Linked DNA regions of Zea mays: region 2 is linked to region 1. Evidence: chromatin contacts called from public Hi-C data. All regions are on one chromosome and are shown on one strand. The core of a region is the stretch at or near the end of the contact, and the rest is flanking DNA. Distances in the headings are between cores, read along the strand shown.

The links. A called contact is a pair of places that touch in the nucleus more often than the background predicts.
Region 2: a contact with region 1 is called in a Hi-C map of bundle sheath, with 2.0 times the contacts expected there. The contact joins the promoter of LOC100125647 here to the promoter of LOC100285990 in region 1. A contact is called at or near these places in 4 of 25 Hi-C or Micro-C datasets (bundle sheath, ear, endosperm and 1 more).

The regions. Positions count from the first base shown.
Region 1 is chr1:258,429,387-258,435,164 of Zm-B73-REFERENCE-NAM-5.0, reverse strand. It overlaps LOC100285990, which reads right to left and starts at 4,128. Exons shown (of 7, transcript NM_001158878.2): 1 at 3,870-4,128; 2 at 3,455-3,568; 3 at 1,493-1,606; 4 at 526-635; 5 at 359-436; 6 at 199-270; 7 at 1-110. The coding sequence starts at 3,566. The coding sequence ends at 69.
Region 2 is chr1:259,004,544-259,010,544 of Zm-B73-REFERENCE-NAM-5.0, reverse strand. It overlaps LOC100125647 (major facilitator superfamily protein), which reads right to left and starts at 1,281. Exons shown (of 6, transcript NM_001112578.2): 1 at 1,052-1,281; 2 at 218-489. The coding sequence starts at 474. It overlaps LOC100285436 (synaptic vesicle 2-related protein), which reads right to left. Exons shown (of 7, transcript NM_001158329.2): 7 at 4,543-4,966. The coding sequence ends at 4,757.

The sequences.
Region 1 (5,778 bases), core at 2,879-5,378:
ATGCTACATGGTATTTTCCAACTTCGTGTATAGAAAACACAACAATGATGTACGAAGTGTCAATAAAATCACTCTTTCCCAGCTGTGACTCCAACTACAACGCTGCTGACCTGTGTGAAACAAACAGAACGAATTTAATCAAACGACGGTTCAATCAGCAATGCAAAATATGCAAGTCAGTAGGTAAAGAAGACTTACAAGTTTTCCCTTGTCATCAACTGTCATAGGGTTCTCAACAACAACAGTTACATTCTGAGATTGAGATTTAGGCTGCAGGATGAAAACAAAAAGGTGATAAATCACTCTACATTTCGGGAATGACCAGTTAAACTATTAAATTTCGTTAATAAGGGCTTACAGCAGAAGTAGATGAGCCACTATATGAAGACCCATCTGATGTTGGCCTCGCAGATGGGGTGGGTGCCACAGTATTTACCTGAGATTCAGAACAAAGGTCAGTAAACTCTGCATAATACACCGATTGCATTTGCATGGTAAGTAGGCAAAGAATGAGGCTTGGCATACTCCAGTAGCTGTGACATAATTGCACACGGCACATTTTACTGAAGGTGCGCCGTATGGATACATCAAAGTTGTCCGGCACTGGCCGCAGTTCACATGAGCTATATTATTCACTGCACAAAAGAGAAATTGCTCATCATAAGGGTTAACCACACAAATGGACTTAGAATCTAAGCTCCATGCTCAACTAAAAAAAATTGATAAGAAAAGAAGAACCTCTGCCTTGCATTAAAGGAAAGAAAGAAAACACAGTTTTGCCTCAATGGCAGAAAGGCCTCAGCAGGCTACAAAACGTCCCCAGCCAGTTAAAATGGGCAAGCCGCCAAAAAACAGAACAAGATACACACAGATGCCCACAATTACAGGTTTAAAAAGCACACTGCCATTGTTCAATGTCCTCTTGCCCAACTAATGGAGCGTTTGGTTGGGGAGCCAACTGGGATGGAGCGGTTCCATTCCAATTTCTAAGAATTGGGCCATTTCATTCTGTGTTTGGCAAGCAGAACGGAACCGCTCCATTTTTTGTTTGGTTGAAGAGTAGAATAGAGCGGAGCCGCTCCGTTTATTTTTTGGTTGGAGAGCCATATGACTGTTGAGTTGAGGAGAGGGATGAGAGCGCTCGTATCCGGTCATTTTGGTGGAGCGAGAGCATCCCAAATATTTGTTGTTTATAGACTTCAGGAGCCGCTCCGCTCTCCTCCATGGTAACCAAATATAAAAAAAATAAGAATAGAGTCGTTCCATTTCCCTCCGCTCCTCAACCAAACACACCCTAAATAAAGCATCAAATTATGCCCGGTTTATAGGTCATGCTAAAACAAGTTACCAGAAAGAAAGATGTGTGCCACATGTTCATTGTGACTGACAATGGTCCTTGTTGACCCTTCTACCTCAAGAGAGGGTGAATGTCTTAGAGTAGTCATGTAAAAACCTCAGAGACAGAGGAGGAGGGGGCGGGGGTCAATAGTACCTGGTCTAACAAGGTTCACTGTGTTGCAACATGAACACCTTACGGTGTCTGCACTGCGAGTATACATCAGCAAAGTTCGACAGCCACCACATATAAGCTGAGCCATCTCCAATCCTGCAATAATCAAGTTAAAAAAAAAGAACATCAAACTAGTGTGTGAAGGTGTCGCAGACCAAAATATGGGCCACCACGACGACCCTAGAGGGGCAACAGAGGCCCAAGCCCAGCCTCACCCTGGGCACCGCCAGGGAGGCGCACGAGTGTAAACCCTAAAATATGTATTTAAGATAGTTGGAAGTTTCTTCATCATTCGAGAAATAAAATTTAGCATCTATTACTACGTGAATCTTTATCACAGCATATCCTTCTAACTAGCTATACAAATAAAAGTAATATTGAATTTTGATGCCTCAAATCTAAATTTGAGATTTTAAAATTTTAGAATATAATTTTGAACTTAGGAAAATAAGCAATACAAGTATTTCCTATTTAACCGAGTGAATATTCCTTTCATTTATAATACATGTAGAGTCATTCACTCAAATAAATAACAAATAAACAAATATAATTTTGCATCTCATGTTGGAGTTTTAATTGCTTGAGCATTTCAAATTGTGTGTGCAAATTTCAAACCAAAATTCGAAATATGAACATGGGAAATGGAAAAGAAAGAAATACAAAATAGAAAAAACAAAAATATATCAGATCTAAGCCAAAACCGCGGCCACTGGCCCAATTACACTCCGCCCGGCTGGCTTCAAGTGCCGACAGGGGGGACCCGTGTGTCAGCCGTCTTCCGCGCGCTGCTCCATTTGTGAAGACGCTGTCACGTGGGGCCCTGGTGTCGGACCCGTTTCCTCCACGTCTCGGCCCACTCGTGGGTTTCTCTGGTTCACGGCCACAGACCTGCTTTCGTCCAGTTGGGCTTTACACCTCGCCGGCCCACCTGTGCTCTCAATTGCAGCCGCTCTTGTGTCACTGTCGGGCGGGCCCGCGCGGGCAGGGTAATACAGCGTGCCTGTATATCCCTGACGTCGCTGACGTATGGGACCACACAGGCAGGAGCCCCTATTCCTCCTAGAGATGCACTCGATCCAGATAGCCGCCACGCAACAAATCGCGCTGTGAACCTCGGGAATCTGTTGGGATTTCATAGGGAGTTGTTAGGATCTAGCCGTGTCCGCGGGCGCCACACCAAGCCTATATAGGGCCGCAATCCGATGGCTCGTAATCTCTCTCGCCCATTGATCGTGTCGAGCGCCCGCCGAGACAGAGAGAGAATAGGGGGGCGCCAATCCAGAGCTTCCTCGCTGCCGCAAGCGTGCCGTTGTCGAGGGAGTGAAGCTACAAGGGACACAGGGTTGCAGCGCTTGATCCCGTCGGTGTTCGGACGGTTCACCGTGGTGCGCTGAAGGGCAGGGCCTCGGCGGAATCTCTTTAATCTAGTGTTCGTCCATTATTTTAGCAAAGTTCCAACTTCTATGTTTCCATCCAGAAAAAAACAGCAAGGGAAAACCAAGTGCACGTGCAACCTAATCAGATTATTAACTAGCATGAATCCTAGCTGATAACCAGATGTTAAACAAAGAGAATGCATACAGCAAAACTAGGTATGCTCAAGCTTAGACTTTAGTAACAACCGACTTTTCCAAACAAAATAACTCATATTCAGAAAGGATAGTCACTTGGGACATGTAAATTATTGTCCATTTCATTTTTCTTGTGTTGGTATGGTAAATAGAATCACAATACCTGTCAAATAGCACGAAACTCTGTAGTTTATTACTATTAAAACATTATTATTATTATTGTCGTATATGATCTGAAACTCAAATGTTTGTTTCTCATGCACCCCTAACTAATTCGCTGTGCACAGGTTGAGAGAACCAGAGGCGATTATTACCGCGTCCCAGTCCCAGAGGAGCAAGCAGTCAAAAGGGAAACCAAGCATCCAGTACGTACCTGGTGGCGGCACGGTGGTGATGGCCTGGCAAACCGCGCAGCAGACGCTGGACGCGCCACGCGGGTAGAGCAGAAGGGTCCGGCAAGCATGGCACATGATCTGGTTCTGCATACCTGGAATCGAAAGAGGAAAAAGAAGCGAGGCACGTATGAGCATCCAATCGCAACCTGGTGGTAATCAACAAAGCAACCCGACCATCGGATGAGTCGAGCAACGACCCAGGGCCCAACACTGAATTCGATTGGTGGCGACAGCGAGATCGGTCGATCAACCAACCCACGCGTGCCCGCCCCCACCCTACCATTAACCGAAGAGCCAAATGCATGCCAGCTATACTCGCATGGATCCGGGTCAATCGGGATCTCGCCAAGCGTGAGAAGAGGAGGAAGACGAGGGGAGGACGAGGCAACTCACCGGCGTGGAACGCGCTAGGCTGTCCTGACGTCTGTGGCTCCGGTTGCTCCGGGAAGAGCTCGAGGCGGGAGGAAGGCGAGGAGGGACGCGTTGTCGCTTATCTCTGTTCTTCCTTCCTCTTCTAGGCGAGGCGAGGGGGAGATGATTTCGGATTGGATTTGTCCGGGATGTGAGAGGAAGAGGAAGAGAAGAGGAAGGAGGGGACCAGTCGAGACGCTGCGGTGGGGCAGCACGGAAAAATTGTTACCGGCTTTATCAGTTTATCACGCGCACGCGGCTCGGATGGGTCCGCGCCTCCGCGGGGACGCCATTTCGTCGCTGCCTTCTCCGCACGTGCAGAGGAGAAAAAGGGTCGTTATATTTAACAATATATCACGAGTTTTAAAACAAATAATAAAGTCATGTTTGGCAAAACCTTTAGAAATTTTGGTAGAATAGGTAAAGTAGATTATTAGTTGCTTTAGAAAATCGTCAAATTAGAGTTCGAAGTCTTTAGATGACATCTAGATAAGTTATTTTGTTTATTATTTAGATTAAAAATATTTTTAAAACTATTTAAAGTCATATTATAAACAATAACTTTACATTGGAGCTAGAATCTGAAGTCATCCTAAACACCTCTAAATCATTGTGCCTCTTTAAATTAACATTTTCTAGTAACTTTTAAGATAATCTTATATAATATTCTTACATCATTAGTACAAATAAATAATTATGTATGATGTTTTATTTGTCTTTGTATTATATCAATTAATCTTTTGTTTTTGGATCATAAAAATAGTGAGATATTGTTATTTTATTTGTATCAACTCAAATTAGATTTTATCTAACTATGTATTTATTTTTAAGACTAAAAATTATAGATTACATACATAAAAGTTGCAACAAACTAATTCTACAAATTTTAATCTAAAATATATAAAATAATTTTGTGAAAAAACTAAATTTTAGTCACCTGATTTTAGCAAGAACCTTAAAAGTTTTTTCAAACCATTCCTCTTTGATGTGAGTTTTAGATCTTAACTCAGTTTTTTATATTTAATCAAATTTATAGAAAAAAGTACAATATCTATAACATCAAAAAATAAATATGTATGAATATATATTTTATAATAATACATCTAAATATATTAATTTGATGTCATAGATTTTGATACCATATTTATATTTTATAAATATGGTGAAATCTGAAAATATTTAAGACAATAACATTTGATTTGGGAGTTGTTGCGATAGCGCACCGACTGGAGTGCATGGAAAATCAAGATAGAGCTATTATAGTTCGGTATAAACTAATCTGTTTAGTTTGACTTTTAGCTTTGTCTTTTGCCTCGTAAAAGTTAAGCCAAAGGACTTTCTCCTATTGTAAAACTAAAAGCATCTTTAGACCTACTTTTATCGTCTTTTGGATGGAACTGTGAAAGCGTACATAAAATTACTTTTAGTGGTTTTCACATAATAGTTTTTAGCATTTTAACAACTCACAGTCTCCGATAACTTTTTTCACATCTCACTAGGTATATGCCCGTGCGTTGCAACAGAGGGCACTTGTGCACGCGCAGGTCATTATTTAGTGATGCTATCAAGCATCAACATAATAATCATAATAAATGTTGAAGTCTACCATTTCGAATAACCAAAATTTGGCTCAATGTCATTATTAATCGAAATAGGCATCTCCTAAGTTAATAATACATGATCGAAATGAATAAGAGGTTCCTATTAAAAACATTTATTGTTTAGATAAGAGATTCCTATTGAAGGAGATCATCCTTTAGACCATCTCCAGCAGATCAAACTACACCCATACCCATATTCAAACTACACTCTATAAACAGTGCAATCTACAATATAAAACGATGCAAAACAGTGTTTTTAGTGATCATATAGGTGCAATGTACAATAGTTC
Region 2 (6,001 bases), core at 32-2,531, 580 kb before region 1:
CAAGCACACATTTCTTTATGCTTCAAAATCCTACAAAGAAGAATATCCTATCAGCACATATGTCATAGTTGGATAGCAGGATATCAGAATTCAGAAACATGTAGATTGAGCCTTAAGAATTGATGTGTTTAATTTGAGGTTATGATAAACTCAAGGTCAGGAAGGTTTGCAGTTGGCAGCCAAACCATGAGAGCGTTTGTACCAGGAAATCTTTTACCTCCGTCCATATTTGTCGGAAACAAAGCCCCAAGCACAGGCACCTAGCAGCATGCCAGCAAAGACAACACTCGAAAGGAGGCTCTCGTTCTCTGGGGAGACGTTCCACTCCTCTCGTATGAATGGCCCGAGAAACGACAAGAGCATGAGCTCCATAGCTTCTGCAACCCAGCCCATTCCAGCGTAGAAAAGAACAAGCGCTTGGAATTTTCCAAACCCCATAATGGTAAGCGCGTCGTCTGTGGTATATGTCTCCATGTTGGGAGCCAGCACCTGCAGATCCAGAGAAGTCATTCTGTCAGAACGAAGCATCCTGTCGTGAACTTGTGGAGTAGACAACATCTGATAGGTTTTTGGAGCCCAAATGACTCATACGGTGTCACCAAATTGAATTTAGAGATTGCTGATCAGTATACATCAAATCTCTCTTTCAGAATGAAGCATTTGAGCTCACCGACAGACAATACTAACAGTTTACGGGCCACGGAAAGGGATATAAGTTTAAGTTTCAAGTAAGGATTTCCATGGCCAACTAATAAAAACACAGAGATCGGTTGATCGACGAAGTTTTTTTTCCCTCCCAGAAAATTTCTGCTCCTTGACGCAACGAAGACCCACAAAATGTAAAAGCGGGGTAGATAGAATAAACATGAGGTCCATATTAATGAGAGCAGTAAAAACAATCCCCCTGAGGACAAGACAGGCGGTATCCTGGGCGCCCACGAACTTTTAACCAACAGCCACAATGGAAGAGCTGAGACTTAGAAACGGACGGGACGGTCGACGATCACTGGACGGCGGGGGGCGGAGTAGAAGAGCGGGTGAAGGAGCGAACCGTTGCTCGGCCGCCGCCGGACGTCGGGGAGGGAGCCGGCTAATTTTCCGTGGCACTGGCACCGCCGGTGTCGTGTTGCCCGGGTTTCCTTCCTTGCTTGTAGGGAACTAGGGATGCGAGGCTCGACGGGACAGGGGGTTTTTGTCGGGGAGGGGGAGCAAGCAAATGCTCAATTGCAGGTGAAGAGGACGACGGGGTAAGAGAGAGGACGGGTAATGGCAAGCCGCCGCGCCGCGCCGCGCGCGCACTCAACGAATGGAGGAGACCAAATGCCCGTGTGGTCGCAAGAGTTGCGTGGCCGTCGTTCGCCAGGTGGCGGCTGGGGTCCACGCCGCGCTCCTCGCGTCACGTCTGCACGCGACAATTTCCCATCTGCACGACTGCACGCGGCTTTTATAACTATTTTTATAATATTCTTATATAAAAATATTCCTTTTGTCTACACTTAACACTTGATATACATCGTATTACATAGATCCTCCCTGACCGACATCCTCACAAAATTAATAAAAGCACGCGTGCAATTTTTTTTTGGAAATAAAACTCATGCACGTGTTGTATTATGTGAGCATGTTGGTATACTTGGCTACTCGCGCACTACAAATGGAAAACAACAAAAATGATAAGTTATTTTTCCAGTAAAAAAATTGTTTTGGTAAGCTAGGTATGTAGAAAAGCTAAAACAATAGGTTCCTTTTTTTATACTCTTCTATATTTTACATATTTGGAATAACTTCAGATGACTGTTTATATTATTCACAATTTACAGAAATTGTGATTTTAGTAAAAAAAATACTCTCAGTCTCTCTTTAGAGTCGGTCCGTTTATCTAGGAATGGACTACGATTCGTTTCGGCTCATCAAAACTTATATAAATTAGAGAAATAATTTAGCTAGGAATCGTTCCAGGCCTCTAATCCGTGAAACCAAATATGGCCTTAATTGGAATCTTCAAATACAGACAACATTTATTTTGAATTTCAAGTTCTCGCTAGCCAAGAATAGAGAAGGATAATGACTCCCTAAGGTTGTTGGATGGTATAAAGATATAGAAAACGATTTTTACTCGAATGACTCTAAATTATAATTTATAGAGCAAATTTTAGAAAGATTCTTGGAAGTTCTCTAACATCTGAGTTGGACCTTTGTGCTTGAGGGTTCCTTTGAAACGTAGGAATGATACATGAATTTCACGGGAATTATTTCAAAAACACATGAAAAACGCAGGATTTAGAAATTTATCCTTTGATCCAAAGGAGATCTGAACTTGCCCACCAAGATAACTCTTTAACTCGGTACTAATACTATCAGTGTTTGGGGATGGCTATCCTCCAAGATGCCTTCGGAGAACTGCAACAAAAGAAATTATTGTGCGGCGACAATTGCTGACCCCACAGCCTTATAGCCTAAGGACTTGCCTCACCTCTGGCTATTGGCTAAGGTCAGGGCACACCACGCTCAAGCCACCACCATCTAACCTTAAGGACACTCTAGCCTTCAGGGCACTTTCATGCTTAGTTCTCTCGGCCGCATGAGGCCTTGATGGGCCTCCAGATAATCCTAGTGCCCGGGTTCTAAGGCCTTCCTAGGGCTTGATGTCTTTCGAGAGAATAAAGGATTTCATGATTCGGCTAAGTATAGAAGCCCCAACACACCTAAAAATATATCGGGTCCCTCTCTAAAGGCAAAAAGGCCCTTAAAGGTATGACACTATTAATTGCAAGGGCATAGGAGCACCATACTTAGACTACTATCCCTTACATGCCATCATCTTTATTTCCATCTTCGACATCATGGACTCAGTACTCGAGACTATGATAGGCCATATTTGCCACTGCTATAAGACATCCCCAACATTATGGCATAACCAAAGATAAGCCATCATCACTGGCTAAACGACCATGACAAGATGGAAGTTGTTAGGTCTCTACTGAGTAGGACCCACATCTCAGTTGATATGTAGCCCTCTCACCTTCCTTAGCCCATAAAAGGAGTAGAGTAGCATAAAGAGCAGAATCCACTCAACTACTGCATAAAGGTGAACTAGGGATCATTAAGCTAGAACATTTAATAGAACCAATTTAAGTTCGTGGGTGAAACTAAGCATGTGGGTTCCAACTAAGAACGTGGGTGCCGACTACCTTAATTTGACTTAAGTTCGTGGGTGCCCTTAAGACCGTCGGTCCCACGAACATAACCTATTAAGTTTGTTGGCCCCACGAACTTATACAATATATTAAGTTTGTCGCCCCCTATGAACTTAATATATTAAGTTCGTTGAAAACATGCGGTCGACTATATTCGTTGGTAAATCGATGAACTTAGCACAAGCTCATCGACTTAAGTGGTTAAGTTTGATGGGTTTTCCCCCGAGGTTCTTTTTCTGTAGCGGAAGACAAAGCTAGAGGGTCATGGCACCAAGTTGTGCACGTTTGTGTTCATCAATCTATCGTACAGAAGAGACTATTCCGACGTGGCGATTGCATGGGAAAAAATAATCCTACTGCCACGAGGACGTCAAGTGCAGTTTAGATTATTCCGACGTGACTGTGACATGTGGAAATTTTGCGGTGTCTTCTTATTGTTGTTCTTGCTGTTAGACTCACCTGACTTGGCTACGCAAGAGACCACGCGTGACACGTTCTGTATACCAGCTTCACCTGATTGGCTGATTGGTACGTACATTAGTACATATGCTAACTAGCAGTTGGGGCTCAAAAAATAGCCCAAATTATTCACGGTTAACTAGTCAGATCTATCTAAAATTAGGTCACCTAGTCCTTCTCTTTAGATATACTAAGCTAATTTAGACTAATTATATTTTAGGTAACTAATGATTAGCTTTCGTATCAAAGAGACCTATATCTATCTGGTCCAATCTGCCAGAGCAGGTAAACAATTTGGTATTTTCAACATAAAGGTCAACAATATATACTTTTATTTACTGCTGGCAATTTTGCCGGATCCAGGACATGTCCAATACTTCTGCTATCTCCTTTTCGTTCTCTTCTACAGTACTTATTATATTAGCAGCTGGTTGCTTTCAGCGTACTCCTATCATGTCATACATTCAAATTAAAACAGAACCCAATCATATACCATTGTGCAGATTACTAGGTTATGACATAATCCATCCCTCTCATACATAGCTTTCTTCCCAATCAACTGCATTCGTTCGCTGCTACAGATCGACCTGCCATTAGTGGCGATGTGGGGGCGAGCAAAGCGGCTCACGCAACTGAAAGCGAATTCAGGAAGACGACAACCTTGTATTGTATGATGCTGATAGAGATTGGGGGGACACGCGTACAACCTTATTACCATGTACAAGTAATGATAATTAATTGATAGCTGTTTGGAGGCACGCGTTAGGTTGTGTGTTGCCCGCAACGAATTGACGTTGGGCATATCCAGCACCACGAGAATATCCTCGTTTATAATCACTGTCCACCACATGGTTACTATTTAACTTCACATATTTATTTACCTCCTGACTGATGATGAGGAAGTTCTATAACAATAATCCTGTTACAAATATTGCTCATTGCCAGTTCTTTCTCGTAATTACTATAGCTCCTGTTTACACCCCTTTGCATATCCGCTAAGCTTGTCGCGGATGTAGTAGAGTTGTGTTTATACAGAATCAAGATGAACCACAAGCCCATCTGGATGCCCAAATGTGCTGAGCTACCACCACCGTGCGTGCTCAGTCCATTTCTCGGCCCTTGGTCTCCACAGGGAAGAGGATGCAGGAGACCCCAGCGAGGAACAGCACCAGCTCAAACACCAGCACCGCTTCCATCTGATGGCAGCTCCGCAGCATGCCCACGGCGACGAGGGGGCAAATAACCCCGCCGATCTTACCGATGGCGGTTGCGATCCCGACCCCTGTTGAGCGAACATATGTCGGATACACCTGGAGTAGAGAACGACAGAATTAACCCACTTAAAACTGTGCTGCGAGCCTTGGTAGGAGTCTCTGTGAGCTGTACGGTACCAAAGTATGCTTTATTGGTAGTCTTCACTACATAGATAATGAGATCTAACCACACCTACATGCCGATGTAAATGTAATGACATACACAAGGAAACCCTGAATGATGAATCCTCAAAGCTACAAGCGATAGGATGGCCGTGTGAACATATAATATCCAAATTTACTACTTCAATGCCAGATATATCATTTGTTAGATTTAATATGGGCATGGCTTATATTTTATCTAATTAAATCAAACTAATACTAGACACATATTAAATACGTTCAGGGTCCAATGGTCCTCAGGACGTTTAGGGGCCCTGTGGCTATCGGGATGTCCAGGGCCCTGCGTCCCTGTTGAGACAGTCAGCCCCCTGTCTCTTATACAACCTAGATACTATGCTGCGGTTCTCCAAACACTAGATACACCTAATAAACTCCTTCATACAACCCAATATATCTAAGACTTGTATCTTATTCACTAGAACCCTCAAAACACGGCTCTTTTATGTGGGTTGTATGGGTGGAACTATAACCGGATCCTCTGCAGTACTTCCTGGCCACTGTTGTGTGGGCGCGGGACACGGCAAGGCCCGCACGTAGTGACCCGGCGGGGGTACATCCCGGGAAGTTACTACAGAGGATCCGCTCACAGGTGGAACCGTATATTAGGCTTAGAGAACCGTGCTAGAGATGTTCCTTCACCAAGATACGTCTCTTGTGTTTTTTTTTCAATTACCCCTTTAGATACCTCTTAAAATACGGGTCATTTATGTGAGTTGTACATGCCGAATGTCCGCGGGTCCCCATATCCCTTGGGACATCTGAAGACCCCCTATGGCCATTGGATGGTCAGATGCCCTCTAGGATCCTTGGGATGTTCGGGGGACTGTGGCTGTTGGGATACCAAGGGCCCTCCGGAGCCCTCAGGACGCCGAGGGCCCTCCGAACCTCTGGAATCCTTGGGGGCTATCC